Linked DNA regions of Hordeum vulgare: region 1 is linked to region 2. Evidence: chromatin contacts called from public Hi-C data. All regions are on one chromosome and are shown on one strand. Each heading gives the region's core, a stretch centred on a gene start, on an enhancer-like site or on the middle of the called end of the contact. The rest is flanking DNA. Distances are from core to core; before and after follow the strand shown. Region 1 holds the start of LOC123400037 (probable 6-phosphogluconolactonase 4, chloroplastic). Region 2 holds the start of LOC123400034 (protein TILLER ANGLE CONTROL 1-like).

Region 1 (4,992 bases), core at 2,129-4,628, 130 kb before region 2:
GTAAATGAGAAATAGAGAATGCAGTCATACCAACGTTTATACAAAAAGTTATACCAATAAGTAGAAACATTTCTTTTCTCAACAAGTGACTGGTGGTTGCCTCAAATAAGTTACTCAGTCTCCTCTTCAGAAAAAAGAAGAATTCAGGCAGGGCACCTTCAGTTATGCAGTTAACGCAGGCCCTCGCCCTCTGCGTGATTAGGTCCACCCGTTCTGCAACATTGTCACACCAGTGCTGGCCTTGCAGTGAGTGAACCAAGCGAGGTCTCCTCCATCCGGCAACAGATCAGATGAAGTATGTGATTGCCATGATCACAAAAGGCAGTGCTAGGCACACGATGATTTGTTTTCCGGCTGCTCAATCACCCTTCAAACAGATCTATGCGTCAAGGGGAATCATGGGATCACAACATCGGACATGAATTGTACAGATAAAGTAGCACACGTAGCAATTTTGGATCACAAAATCACCTTAGAACAGGACAGTAACAGAATGCGACAGGCATTGCATTTCATAATCACGGAGCCGTAACATTTAAAAGCACAAGTTTGGTAAATAATCTGGGCACCCGTTCGGCAACGCCTCAGCAAATGTTATTTACTCCTAAACACATTGCTTTGAAACAATATACTACATAACGCTCAAGTTCACCTTACAGGTGACCCACCAGGATGAATGCAACCATGCCACCATGGGACTCACTTTTATTTTAATTAGGAGCTTAAGCCCTTAGATCGCCATGGGACTCACTTAGTTCTGCAGCATCGACACCGCCTCCTTGTCGGTGAACCAGGTGAATTCTCCATCGTCAAGCACAGCCATCTCAACGGGGAGCAAATCAGAAGTTTTCTTGTCCGAAATCGCCTTCTGCACAGCACCAGCTTTCCCAGCCCCAGTTACCACCATGGCGACATATGCAGAGGAGTTGATCACCGGGAACGTGAATGTGATTCTCTGTGGTGGCGGCTTTGGAGAGTCCAAGATGTGTGTGACCCACTTCTTGTTCTCTTTAACAAGTGGATGGCCTGGGAAGAGAGAGGCGATGTGACCGTCAGGGCCCATGCCAAGAAGCTGCAGATCGAACCTGGGAAACCCAGTTGTTTTTGACATTGCAAGGACACCATTCTTAACAAGTTGCTTCAAGATGGTTTCATAGTCCTCTGCTGCTCCTTCAGCAGATAAGGCATCATTGATAGCATACACTTGACCAGTAGGAATTGGTACCTACAAAGTAGAAGACATGACCCAGTTACAGACTTCTCAATAGATAGGAAGTTACATGTGGCTATATAACTGATGAGAATGGAACAATTATACATAAGAATGTGTCACTATCTAAAGAACTGTAAGGGCACCTACAACACAAGGCGCTAGGAGTGAGCGCCATGACTAGTATCCTGCCCAATTGGCAGTTAGACCGACATATCCTGGCGTCTAACCTGGCGTGGATACCAGAGCTGGAGGCGAGCGCTAGCCTTTTCTTTCTGCCTCCGCATGAGTTGAAACGCTTTGTCAGGTGATCACTAAGCATCTGCCGTTGGAAGAGGAAGCGCTAGATTCCTGGGATATTTATTTTTGGACCCTGATAAGTGCCACACGTGTGGCACAAACACATGGCAACTCCGAACGTTTTTTATGACAAGTTTAGTGACGCAAGGATGGCAACTTTCTTTTCGGATGGCAAGTTTCAGTTTTATTTGGGTTTGTTTTTTCTTTTCAGATGCCAACTTTAGTTGTAAGAAACTTCAGGGCCAGAGTGCTTCTTGCCACACGTGTGGCACTTATCATTTGGGTTATTTTTCCATCATAAACGCCGCTGCTAGCGTCTCCCGTGGGAGATGCCCTAACTAAACTTGTAACAGAAAATGAAAGTCGTATCTTGAAAAAGCTACAGATTTACAGGATTCACCTCTGCAAATGTTTTACCAGGCCACATACCTGAACTTATGTAAGACCATATTTTGCCAGAATCACATGCTATCTGAATGGCTCTCTAGATGATTTCCAACTGAGCCTAACATAAATATGGCGTTATGCCATATATGGATACACTCACCAAATTTCTTATAAGCCATGGATACCCTCAGATATAGCTCCAAATTTATCCAAAGTTAACATGGTGAAGCTAAATAGCCTGTCACCAAATCCAAGCATTACCAGAATCTTATTCCTTTAGAACTCCCCATCACTAGAGGCCACAATGCCTTCCAAATGCCCCAACTTACTAAAGGAAAGACCTAAATAGGTGGAAACTGGGAGTTTGGCTACCATAAATTCAAGTGAGGCGGTCTACACTATCTACAGGACTGCAACTAAATTTCTCGCAGAAATTGAAAGTTGTATCACTTGAAAAAGCTACAGATTTACAGGGTTAAGGTTAAACTTCCCAAACTTATGTAAGATCATATCTTGCCAGAATCACATGTTATCTGTACAGCTGTTTACATGATTTCCAACTTAAGTTAACATAAATATGACATGATACCATACATGTAAATGATTATGAGCATTGTTACAATTTGTACAATAAATTGATAACACGGGTTTAATTATGACTTTTTTGTAGCCAGATATGTTGCGCATGATTATATAGAAATGCACGGTGTGGAGGAGAGAAGTCATATGCTTTCACATATATACTCGCCAAATTTCTTACTAGGCATTTGCATGAAGAGGAGTAAATCTAGGAAGAACCCGTGGGGAATACCTTGGAGAGGAACCCATCCAGTGCGAGCTTGTAGTTGCTATCCTCGTGGTCCTTGGGCACGACCCTCTCGTCCACCCAGAAGACGTGCCACTTGGTCCAGTCCACCGTCTCCAGGTACGGCGCCTCCGTCAGCTTCCTGCGAGGCCCGAAAAAAATTAGGGATCACGCGATCGAGAAGCCCCGAGCAGCCAGAGAACGCGCGATCTCCGGGGAGGGCGGCCGGGGGACGAACCTGAGGGCATGGATGAGGGATCCGCCGGAGAGCACGACGGTGAAGGCGCCCCTCTCGGCGGCGAACTTGGCGGAGAGATCCGCCGTGTACTTGGCCAGGGACACCGCGAGGTTCTCCTCGGCGTCGAAGATGAGCAGGTCCCTCTTCGACGAGCCGGCGGGGGCGGCGGCGGCGCCGTCGGTGGCCATCGCGGCGGCGGGGAGGAGGACGGGGGTCGTGCGCGCTGAGGAGAGGAGGCGGGGGCGGGGGCTGGAACGGAGGCTCCTGACCGGGACGAGGGACGCCGGCGGCGAGCGGCGGCGGGCGGAGAGGGGAGGCAGGGAGGAAGATGCGGCGGCGGAGACGGAGACGGTCATGGAGGTGGACATGTGTTATATGCGGGGTGTGGGGCTGGTGGCGGAGGTGACAGGTGGATGGTGAGGCTCGCCGCGTTTTGTACCGTTCAGATGCTGATAGACGGCCGGCGTGCGGAGAAAGCCAGGCCAAGAAGAGTGCGCCCGGCACGCTTCAAAATGTTCCAAATCCTCCCTCCCTTTGCCCATACTATTTTTGCCAAGAAGTTGTAAGAGAAATGGATGGATACAAAACTCATTGAACTTTATTTTTGGCGAAAGGCAAAAAAACAATTTCAAATTACGACGCGCAAATGAATATCACTGCGGATGAAAACACAACATGCCCCCCCCCCCTCCCCGCGCGCGCAGGGAGAGAAATGGAGAATTCCTATAGTTGTTTGTAAAGCGGATCAAGAAACAAAGGAAATCTTGGAAACATTTTATGGATTCATTCGTATGGGATTTTTCTGTTCAAAGCGATCCTTAACTGCGGATGAAAACACAACATGCCCCCCCTTCCCCGCGCGCGCAGGGAGAGAAATGGAGAATTCCTATAGTTGTTTGTAAAGCGGATCAAGAAACAAAGGAAATCTTGGAAACATTTTATGGATTCATTCGTATGGGATTTTTCTGTTCAAAGCGATCCTTAACTAAAAGTTGTTATAGAGAACATGCTTACCTTGTCTTTCATGTAAGGGATAAATGCCCTTGAGCTTTTATAAAGAATGATATGCTGAGACTGAATGGGCAATGCTACCATGAAAAATTAACACGAGTTTTATCATGTTGACAACATAATAAAAATTGGTAACATGCTACCACCATATGTGTCATTCGATGAACATTTCTAACTTGTGTATCTTCCTAGCTTTGACTCAATGCATCACAATACAGACGAGAGTGATGCCAACCGCTAGACGTACATTATCCATGATCTTCATAGTTGAAACCTCTCTTTTACTAGTATACATTGCTTGTTTGAAAAAAATGATTGATCATTTATTCTAAAATAAAGCTCTTATTAAAGTCAACGAAGATAATATGTATCACCAGCGGCGTATTCAAATCTTATGAGATTCGCCCGGGACACACTAAATGTGGATAACTTATCTATCATTTAACAAGCACATACGGGGAGAGAGAAGCAGGTGTAGTTGCAAGAATTAAGTTTAAATGGGGAATCAAGAAATGAGAAATATTTTGTGTTGCTTGTCCACGTGGGAAATTTCATGAGCAAAACTGTTGGTTGTTTGAAGGATCCGATTTAGGCAACAATACATGGGTGTACAAAGAAGACTTTGTATAAACCTGATTAAGGCATGTGCAATCTCATTGTTCAAAATATTTTGAGGCTCGCCGCGTTTTGTATTGTTCAGATGCTGATAGACGGCCGGCGTGCAGCGAAAGCCAGGCCAAGAAAGTTCGCCCACCACTCTTCAAAATGTTTCAAAATCTCACTTAGGCCAATAACTTTGCCAATAATTTGCAAGAGAAATGCAGATGATAAAAAACTCATTAACTTCATATTTTGGGTGAAAGGCCAAAAACGAATTCAAAATATGATGTGCAAATGTGCACCCCCCCGACGCAAAGATGGTATAGAAATGGAGAATTCCTATAAAGCGGATCAACAAACGAAAGGAAACATTGGAAATATTTTACGGATTCATACGTATGGAATTTTTGCGTTCGAACCGATCCTTAACTAAAAGTTATT
Region 2 (5,055 bases), core at 2,385-4,884:
GCCATGTTTCCATAAAATGAGCATAGTTGCAACATATAAAAGATAGGGACGAAGAAGGCCATACTCGACTTAATTTTCTCGTAGCCTTTAGCGGATCTGGCATTGGCTTTATTGTCTTCTTTTTATGCGTCTTTTCCATGCACAATGCAGGTTTTGAAGTGGATGCCCCAGCAATAATGGCAGTCTTCTCGTAACTCTTCTCCTCTGTATCACTTGGTGAGAATGCTTCGGCTGCAAATAGATCAGCAAGTGTAGTTCTCACTTTTTCCACCTTCTCTACCATCAGAAGTGGCCGTTCCTGGATTTGAGCAACATCCTCCACTTCAACTTCACACATCAGGATTTCTTCCTTTAAAGAACATGTGAAGTTGTATTCTTTCATCGACGATGAATGCATCTTGGCAGGTTCAACAGCAGGTTCTGGTTCACTTGGTGCTGTAGCCAATGCGTCTTCTTTGTCCCCACACTTCTCCTCTTCGTACTCCTCTTCTTCCACCTTTTCTCTATCCATGACGATGAACTCATCTTGTTCATGGCAGGCATCAGGGCAAAGGGAGTTCACGTTGTGGCCAAGTGTGCCAATCGCAAGTATTCCATTAAGAAGCACATCACGGAGGAGCAGGGCTTCAGTATCTTGCTCAGCCACACTCTCGCACACAGAGTCTTCCTTCTCCGTGGCTGTTTCATTAAAAAAAAGTTGATGACATAAATAAGAACAAAGAAATGCGTGATCAGATAAAAGGGGGGTATCCTGGGTCATGACATGCTTACCCTTATTTTCATCGATGGTGCAGTACTCAGCATTAGAATGCATCTTCCGATTCAGCCAACTGAACACCTGGCGATGCCATAAGAAGACGTAGAATCATTAGCAGCATCACTAAATCCAAGACCAGGGACTTGAATCTTACACACAGCTTAAGAGAGCAGAAACTGCAAAGGCCTGTACTTTGCAGCATACACTATACACCGACAAATGGTGTGTCAGCACGAGTTAACTGTATACCTTTAGGGCCATCTCTCTAGAGCCAATCTGAAGTCAGAGGTGAAAGCCAGACAGTAGCTCAGATCCTCAAATGCAAGGCCTGGTTTTATATAAGCAGACTAGTCTCATAATTGAATGGTCCAGGAGACAAAAGAATGGACTTTTGGCCGCAACTGGCTTGGCCTGACTCAAGTGAAGTAAATTCTTTCACTGAGGTAGATATGGACACCTGTGGCACTCTCATAGTAAGCAAAGGTCAGTCCCACTAATCACAACAGGTGGTGGATGATTCAGAGATAATCCAACCACCAAACTGTGGAACAATGCATGTGCATACTGGGGTCCTATTGACAGAATCGATCATATCATACCTAATTGGTTCCTGGTATCATGCAATCTCACCTCAGGGTCATAGAATGGACTGAGTAGGTGCGCTTTCCTCACAGACAGGGCAAGACCAGTATAGTCTTTATTCTTTAACAACTTACAAAGTCCAGATTAAGCACGTGACAGAGTATGGATTAAATTAAAATCTATTACTCCCTCCGTCCCAAAATTCTTTTCTTAGGTTTGTCTAGAAATGAATGTATCTAAATACTAAAACGTGTTTAGATACATTCATATCTAGACAAATCTAAGACAAGAATTTTGGGAGGGAGGGAGTAGTTAGTTAGATGCTTGACATCTGTACAGATATGTTCATCATCCTAACTTTCAAAGAGATGTTTCCATCTTCATACACTTTACTTTGTTCATATTTTCAAGATTCTTGCAACTTGCAAAGCTAAGCCTATTACTCCATCTGTAACGAACTATAAGACGTTTTTTGGTGTAGTTCGGTACAAAAAAACGTCCTACATTTTGTTACAGAGGGAGTATTTAACAGTAAGATGCAGATGCTTTCACTTGGGTTTTGATGTATGGTGTGGTTGTAAATTGTTACGCTAATTGTTCATAACGCAGTAGCCATACAATGGGCAGTTATCGCCCAAGCACGACTGCTAACAGGCAGAAAGCCTGGAAGTTGGCAATCATGAATAATAACTTACTATGGCATTAGAGTGCATAGACAAGTAGTGAGTCCCAGTTTAAAACTACATCGGCAGCTAATGGCTGGCAGATACATATAACTTGTGGGCAGAAGTTCGGTCACAGGTCCCAGTATTCTGCTTCCTTTTTAAAAGTAATGGTACGGTTGCAGGTTGCTGATATCCACATTTTTATATGTCAATACTGTTTTATTTTATTTTCTTTGCTACAATTTCTTGCGTGATCTATATCAATTTTCACAAGGAAATTATGGCAAGGCAATTATGTTCTATGAACTGGGATGTTTGATTTTGCATTCTTCATATTGAAACAAATGAAGAAAAATATGTGCAAGATATTGGGAAAAATTTCTGCTGAAACAGGTTAGAAAATTTCAAGGATCCGGTTTGAAAAAAATCAATATACAATAGTAAGAAGTAAACATATGGCTTACATTTGTTCTCTCATCTCTAATTAGCTTACCACATACAATGTATCGAAAGATGTTCTCATGACAGACCATGTGTGGCTGTTTGCTCCAAAACTGGTCAACTTTAACCATACGTGCAAAATAATACCACATTGATGATGTAATTATCAAAATAATAATACAATAGAACACGAGAAGATAACCTTGTCCATATGACGGTTCAGAAGGCGCTTTCCCTGCACAATCCCCCACCACCACCACCATTCAGCATGGAGCTGAGACCTACATATCTTCTTCGCAATGCCAGCAAGCTCCAACTTTCAACAGTTCCAGGCTGCGACGTGCAAAATAATACCACGTTGATCAAGTAATTATCAAAATAATAATACAATAGAACACGAGAAGATAACCTTGTCCGTATGACGGTTCATAAGGCACTTTCCCTGCACAATCCCCCACCACCACCACCATTCAGCATGGAGCTGAGACCTACATGTCTTCTTCGCAATGCCAGCAAGCTCCAACTTTCAACAGTTCCAGGCTGCGTCCACAATCCTTGATGGATGAAGAGAGCCCCAGGTACATGTAGCCAAATCTCACAAGAGCAGAAATGCCCGTTCTACATCCATCTTTCTACAGTGGCAACTTCACACGGGCCCATATTTGTAATGCAATAACATGTCCCCCAGTTCCATCGGCTTGGCGCTTTATGAAATACCAGAATAATACTGTATCAAATTTCAGCACAGTTCAGCAGCTAGTTGCTCAACAGCAATCAAGAAACGGATGGAATAACAGTAGTAAACAAGTACTGCACAGAGAGCATTAATAAGAAAGATATCACACAATGTTGCTTCTGCATCAGAATTTAAGAACATTGGACGATCGTAAGGAGTAGGGAATTCCCACCGCGCAAGGATGAAGATTGATACATGGACATGTCAGTTTTTCTTTTTCTTTTTTGAACTGAGAAATGGAATACCAGGTTGTGCAACGTTTCACAGAAGGCTGGTGTGAAACAGGGTATTGAAAGCATTTAATTCAAGAAAAAATCAAATATTCCGCTGGGGACGAAGATCAATGATATGGAAGAAACAGAAACAAATAATTGCATTCTGGACCAGTCAATGGTACATGATGAACATATACAAACGAAATAAAATTCAAGCACACAACGGAGCTCTGAATTATCTGTTTCATATAAGATTTGAGGAAACAAGACAAGGTCCAGCTAATAAACAGAAGCATTACTTGATAAACTTGAGGAAACGGTGATTGCACAGGGAAATATTTGCCATCATGAATCTAAGAAATCAGCAATATTACATATGATCAACGTAGTAACAGATATATGTGTTGATATTCTAGATTATTCACAGAACCTATTGTTTCCTTGCAGGGAATGGACTCAAAAATCCCATCTTAAAACAATAGTCCAGTGCAATAGCAGAAGACAGAAATATAAAAATGCTCCCAACCACACTAACTGCACCATCAAGAGCAAGTGGCATTAAGGCATCGGTGCTCAGCTCGAAAGTCCTCCCAGATTCCAGCAAAGCAAGACCTGCAAACAATTCAGTTTCAGTGAAGAAAATAATCGTGCAAACGAATATTTGCTGAGAAGTTTTTAGCAATGGCATCGTCTAGTTTTACCTCTAACAACAGCGAATGCGGCAGCAGCTCCGGTTTTAAGCTGGATATTATCCAGATCTCTTCTAACAGCATACCGGAATGTGACTCCAAACAATGCACAACTTATGAGAACAACCGATGATCGAAAAAACAGTTGGGGCAAACTGTGGACTTCATAGGAAGATATGGGCAAACTAGCCAGAACACCGATTATAGAGGAAATTGCTGCAGCTTTTACAGATTCAAGTCTCTCACTATCTTTATCGATATCTTCTCCACCTGACGTGTTCCAAAAGCTTCGATCCTCAAGGCTAGAAGTCAAGGTACGCTGTGCTTCATCAATCATTTCTCTTGCCTGTAGCAATTCCCGCTGGGACTCTGCAATCTTGTTTAAGTAATGCAACATTATAAACATATATATTATGAAGAAATGCATCAAGCTAGAAAAAACTGATGTCTTCCTATGACTATTGAAGGAAAGGTATTTCGATGATTACAGAACTGTACGATCATATAAAGTTGGTATCACAACCAATAATCAATTTGCTTCATCATCACGGGACCACATGAACAAAGGCACATGCCACTAGTACTTTATGTTTGTAGAAGAAGTGGAACCATCTCATTATCTCAGTTTACCAAACAAACAACAGGGCGTCTTGAAGCCTTGAACCCCAAAAGGGTGGAAAAGTCTACTGGTAGAAGCCAATATGATACCCATCAGTACTTAACAAGTTCCACAAATAACAATTCTCTCGTCTGCGAGCACATGAAGCTCAAGAAGTAAATCTCGCATTCCCTGCATCTAGCCTGTCTATCGCAGTCCCGCCGCTCTGCGGGCATTACCTTGACGAACCACATGCACCTACTGAGTCTGAGTGTTTCTATTGTTTGGCCAATTAAAGAGCATCATTCATCGCCCCTCAAGTTAGTCGGCGCCACATTAGCTCAAACACAAGAGCGGCGGTCACCGAACGTC

Evidence for each region. A called contact is a pair of places that touch in the nucleus more often than the background predicts.
Region 1: a contact with region 2 is called in a Hi-C map of leaf, with 3 times the contacts expected there. The contact joins the promoter of LOC123400037 here to the promoter of LOC123400034 in region 2. A contact is called at or near these places in 3 of 6 Hi-C or Micro-C datasets (leaf and seedling) and 1 of 1 datasets of contacts at active chromatin or transcription factors (embryo).

The regions. Positions count from the first base shown.
Region 1 is chr5H:497,519,081-497,524,072 of MorexV3_pseudomolecules_assembly, reverse strand. LOC123400037 (probable 6-phosphogluconolactonase 4, chloroplastic) reads right to left here and starts at 3,378. Exons shown (of 3, transcript XM_045094432.1): 1 at 2,941-3,378; 2 at 2,709-2,844; 3 at 487-1,225. The coding sequence starts at 3,308. The coding sequence ends at 752.
Region 2 is chr5H:497,385,315-497,390,369 of MorexV3_pseudomolecules_assembly, reverse strand. LOC123400034 (protein TILLER ANGLE CONTROL 1-like) reads right to left here and starts at 3,634. Exons shown (of 5, transcript XM_045094429.1): 1 at 2,855-3,634; 2 at 1,007-2,778; 3 at 772-838; 4 at 65-678. The coding sequence starts at 1,018. It overlaps LOC123400033, which reads right to left. Exons shown (of 3, transcript XM_045094427.1): 2 at 4,098-4,461; 3 at 3,733-4,008. The coding sequence ends at 3,827.